Linked DNA regions of Mus musculus: region 2 is linked to region 1. A link is a contact called in public promoter capture Hi-C data. All regions are on one chromosome and are shown on one strand. The core of a region is the stretch at or near the end of the contact, and the rest is flanking DNA. Distances in the headings are between cores, read along the strand shown.

Region 1 (2,700 bases), core at 30-2,529:
GAGTGGAGTACCACGCTCCCAACCCCGTCAGCCCCCACCACACTTAATTTTTAGAGATAGGGTCTTAACTATGTAGCCCCAGTTGTCCTGGGATTTCCTAGGCAGACCAGGCTGACCTCAAACTCACATGGACTCTCCAGCCTCAGCCTCTGTAGTGCGTGGGCCGCCATGCCGGAGGACCACTACTCCCTTTTAAAATTATTAAAGTATATATAACATAGACAGAAAAATAGGACTTATTCAAACAGCCAGACAAGTGGGCAAGCCCTTGTTGCGGTGCTGGAGGGCTGGGCAAACTGTGAGTATCGATGCAGGGCGAGCATGAATACCTTCCCTACCACTACATGACTGCAGTTGTTGGGGTAGCCGTGTTGAAAGTTGAAGTCCCTTCTCTCCTGTGGGTGAGAAGCCAGCATTTGCAGCCACCCCTGGCAAAGGTCCTAAGAAAACTCCATTCAGGGCTACAGCCCCATCCTAGCACCCTGAGTGGCTTCTAACGGTATAGCTCTGCAGTGGGTCATGTGACAGCTGGGTGTGTGCCTCCTTGCAGCGCAGAGAGATCAGTTTGCGGGTGTGCCTGAGTGTGTACGGACAGAAGTTACACGCCTGGTTTAGGAAGGCGCGCGCGTGGGGGTTGGGGGGTTGAGGGGGCGTGAGTGCAAAGTGGACGTTGAAAAAGGTTTCAGGAATACTCCTGGGCCAGGCGAAGTGCACAAGCTCGCATGAATGGGTTCCCTGTGGGGCCAGCCCCTGTCCCCTGAAGTCGATGTCCCGGTCCTTGGGGGAGGCGAGGACCTGGGGGACAACCCCCCCCCCGGCACCCAGCACCCACCTGACGGATCCGCGGGGGGTTCTGCGGGGTGCAGGCCCCTCCCTCCGGGCCAGGGGAGGTGGGAGAAGCCATGTCCACGCTCTCGGAACTCCTTCCCTCGGTCAAGTCCGGCTGTCCCGCGTGTCCTCGTCTCTTCCGCTCCCGGCCTGCGGCGTTCGGGCTCACCCGGGGACCCGCGTGCTTCTAGGCGACCGCAGAAGGTCGGCCTTGGCCGCGATCGCCCGTGGAGACCTGCTGCCCGAGCCCACCTACCTCTGCGCGAGGTGCCGTGGGGCCATGGTGCGCCGAGTGGGCTGCGGGCTGGGCCGGCGACAAGCGCTAAGCGACTGCTGCTGGTGGCGCGGGGAGAAAGAGGAGGGCTTCTTCCTTCGCCGCGCGCCGGGAGAGCGATGAGCTCATGGACAGCTCCCAGAAATATGTCTATATGCACCACTGCCTGCCGGAGCTCGCGAGGTGGGTGGGGATAAGAAGCTCGGCTGCGCTCCCGCAGCCCGGGAGACGTCCCCCGGGAGGCCCGGCTGCTGCTCCTCCCTGCCCCGCGCGGGCCCGCTCCGCTCCCATTCACTCTCACACCCGCTACACGCCAGATCTCCTGTCCGCGTGGGCGAGCCACCCACCCACCTCTAGCGCATTCTTTGTCCTTCCAACCACTCCCTCCCAATGAGGAACAAGTCATTTATATGAAGTGACCAGAATGTGGAATACCTCTGTGACCTTAGCTCCTGTCCAATGTGAACTGAGGAGGGTGAAATGTCACAATCTGTGTATCTTTCACGCTTTGGGCGTTTCCTCTTCCCCACCTTTTCCTTGATGAGAAAGAGCCTTCCAGCTACTCTTCCCGGTGATGACTTGGCTGCCTTTTCTCTAAGGTACCCTGAACACTTGCATAGATCCTGAAAGAGTTGGGACCCAAAGGACCAGGTTTAGCAGACCGGCGCAATGGCTGTGGCACAAGTCATGCGTGCTGCGGGATGGCTGGCCTACTTTGCGTTGCTGCTTCCCTGGAATAAAGCTGGAACTACCAGGAGTAGGGAAAATCGCCATCCAAGTACCTCTTTAGTGATGTCCCACTGAGATGGAAATTTCATTTGTTTGTTTTTAATAGCAGCAAGAGCTGGAATGTAGCTCAGTATATCACATATTTGCTTGCTATGAATGAAGCCTTGGGTGCGATCCCCAGCTATGGATAAACTAGGCGTGGCTGTGCATGTCTGCCGTCCCAGTACTTGGGAGGCAGAGATGGAAAAATCAGAAGTTCAAGGTCATCTTTGGCTCTACAGTGAGTTCGAGGCCAGCTTGTGGTACATGGGACCATGTATAAACAAACAAACAAACAAATAAATAAATAAAATCTAGCAAAATGACTTTCATGAGACGAGTTGTCCTCTCTCCTGCCATTTATTTTCCATTTCCTATGAATCTCCACACGGATATATCTCCAGCTTTAACAAAAGAGAGCCGAGCTCCATGGTCCGTGCCTGGAGTCCCAGCACGGTTAGACTGAGCCAAGAGCATCCTTGCACAGAGGGACTAGGGGACAAGCTGGTTACCATGAGAAGACACAAATGGTCCTGCAACCCAGATGGACAAATCCTCAGAAATATCACTAATTATTGATGCTCTTGGGTCCCAAATTTGATCATCTGTAGATCTTATTGATTTTTACAGTTCAATCATATCTGCATTTTCTCTATTCTTCTCATTCACACCACCATCATGGCTCAACATTCTAATACACACAGCATAAAACCGGGCTGCATGTTCGCACCTGTGCACTGCACAGCTTGAAACAGATCTAGAAAGAGAAATGTCGTGTCTGGGACACGACAGCCTGCCCTGCCTTTCCCATCTTCCTTACTGCATCCCTT
Region 2 (2,700 bases), core at 7-2,506, 290 kb after region 1:
CTACTTGTGTTAATGCACTTTGACCATGTCCATCACTTTATTACTCCCTTATTCGTCACATTTTTTTCACATGTTCTTCAACTCAGCTTTGAAGATTAAAGAGTTCAGATGGAGCACAATCATGACGCTAGGATTCACAGGAGGCAGAAGGGTCTTGACTTGGAAGCTAGCCTGAGCTACATGACAAAACCTTGTCTAAAAAGAAAACCGTTAACAAGAAAGAGATCTGAGAGCAGAAACTCCGATTTTTATGTTACTTTATTGCCTGGGTTTATTTGGCACAATCACTTGGCAATGTCTTATCTTGTACCTGCTTTGATACAGCTCAATCGAAAGAAGATTCCGTGGCTGTCTCTTCTTCCAAGAAGGAATAATAAACGTTGATCATTAACCAACGAAATTACATCCCTTACTGGAATCTGCCTCACTTAAATGTACTTAAGTCCTTTCCCAGCCGAGGCTTCCCAGCAGAATTGGGGGGGGGGGGGAGGCCCTCCAGTAGACTGACAACAGTGCAGAAGCCACATCATTTTATTGTCCCAGAAAAAGACCTACCTCCCCTGACATTAAGGACAGAGTCCAGACAAATAAACAGTTTCCATGGAAAGACTGTGGGAATTGCTATTCAGGTTCCCAAGCAGAGGGGACGACGGAACGGACAACTAGAACATCCTTGGCAACTTCTACAGTCACTCTGGTTCTCTTCGCTCTGCTCTCCATCGCTCTTCTCCCTAAATAGAAGCCCTCTCCTACCTCTCTCCACAGCTGCCTTCTGTATTTCCATCCCAACCTCCTTGAACTTCGGAAATTAGTGTCCGGGTATCCAGTCGGTCCTCTGAAAGACCCTCACGAGGCTGTTGCCCCTGTCACCACTCAGCACTAGGTGTTGGGCGAAGAAAGGTTGGTTAGCCGGAAGTGACAGGTGAGGAGGCTTCTGGACGGCTTGTGCGCAGGGTGGCAGCATCCCGAGGAAGGTTCCAATCCTGTCTGGCTGGACTCTCATCCGCTCCCCACGCCTCGGGTTGAGCAGAGAGTAGCCACTGCCTCCCAAGGCCCGAGATCAGGCGCACATTCTTAGGGTCCCCAACGAGTCCTCCAACTGCCTGCTGGTCCACCACCCCACAGCAGCTCTTAATCTGGAACCGACCCAGTTCCTTTCTTCTCAAAGCCCAGCTCCCGGGTCACATGCCATCTAGAGCTGCCTCTTGTTGGAGAAGGTGCGGTCGCCCCGGGTGCCCGGCGACTCAAACCCGGTCAGTCAGGAGACCTCAGAGAGGCGACAGGGGGCAGGGCTTCCTGTGGAAAAGGGCTGGACGGCGGCGGCAGCCTCTTGCCTGGCTCTGCGGGGCTTTCCTCCCGGCAAGGGCTTTGCCGAGGTCACTCGCGCGAGGCCGCTCTTGGCGCGCCCGTGGGAGGCTCGGTGGCGTGGGAGGACCAGCGACCTGCGGATTCCTCGAGCTCCCACGGCGCTGGCAGCGACGGTCCCCCACCCCCACCCCTATCCCCAGGCTTCCACCAGAAGGCTCCGCAAGACTCACGGACCTCCAAGTCCCCAGGTACCTATTGGTCACCTGTTTAGCTTGAGAGTGGGGGACTGTCGCTTGCCTGCTTCTCTCTCTCTCTCTCTCTCTCTCTCTCTCTCTCTCTCTCCCTCCCTCCCTCCCTCCCTCCCTCTCCCTCTCCCTCGCTCTCGCTCTCTCTCTCCTTGGCTTGGTTTACAGGCAGTCTTGCACTATATACTAAGGAAAGGTTGAAAAAATATATAGCCAGCGCGATCTTAAGCTTATGAAATACGTGATCTTTATAAAATAAGGGAGGAACCGAACAATACTGGGGGAGGGGAGCGGTGTGTGTGTATGTCTTTCCTCTCCTATTCTTGCAAACTTTTCATCCAATCGGAAACTAGAAGGATGCCGCTTGTGCATTCTGGCTCACTAGCCGACATCCCGGTCCCCCGCCGTCACATGCTGTTATTGAACTTGGGAAATATCCCAGTCCGGAGTGCACAAGCCTCTTCCAGACCCACCTCCCGGCCGTAGCCGGGTCACAGGAAAGCCCAGCGTCGTTGTGATCCGGGATTTTCCAATTTTCCCAGAGGATTCGCATCCGGTTGCTGGGAGAGGCTCCGTGGGGGGTCCGCGGCCAGGGAGGGGAGTGGGGCCGGGGTGGGGATAAGAAGTGGAGGGTGGGCAGAGCGAGAATCGCCAACGCTGGAAAGCGCTGAGCTTGCCTGACGCTCTCCTCTCCGTACTTGGTTGCCCCCACTCTCTCTGAAAGATTGGGAACCAGAAAGGCTGCTGAGTCGGCAGTGCAGGTCTGCTTTGGTGTAAAATTCGCGGACAAATGTCTTCTAAGACACCCGGTGGGGCCATGGCAACTGAGGGAGTTGGGCAAGAGAGTAAAATTATCTTTTGTTTCTTCCAAGTTTCTCTTCCCCTTCTGCCAGCTCGGTGTCGGGTGTTTGTCAAGAAGAGAAGCTTTTTTGCAAAAATAAAAACTCCCTTCTTGTAATCACAATCGCTAGCATATCGACTCAGAGGAACCTCCATTTACAGCAAATTCTAAAAACGTGAGAAACCTTGATGGCATGCGTGACCCCTACCCAGGGGAGCCGTGCAAACTTCCCTTTAAACCGTTTGGACACCTGGCTCATTTTAGTAAAAACATCTCTGCGTAGCTTCTCATCTGTGGTATTTGCAA

What was found. Promoter capture Hi-C pulls out the DNA fragments that hold promoters and counts their contacts.
Region 2: a promoter capture Hi-C map of hippocampal neurons shows a contact between it and region 1, with 2.4 times the contacts expected there. The contact joins the promoter of Tifa here to the promoter of Ank2 in region 1.

What each region holds. Positions count from the first base shown.
Region 1 is chr3:127,497,836-127,500,535 of GRCm38.p6, forward strand. It overlaps Ank2 (ankyrin 2, brain), which reads right to left and starts at 1,280. Exons shown (of 48, transcript NM_001327938.1): 1 at 833-1,280. The coding sequence starts at 904.
Region 2 is chr3:127,788,616-127,791,315 of GRCm38.p6, forward strand. It overlaps Tifa (TRAF-interacting protein with forkhead-associated domain), which reads left to right and starts at 1,257. Exons shown (of 3, transcript NM_145133.4): 1 at 1,257-1,556.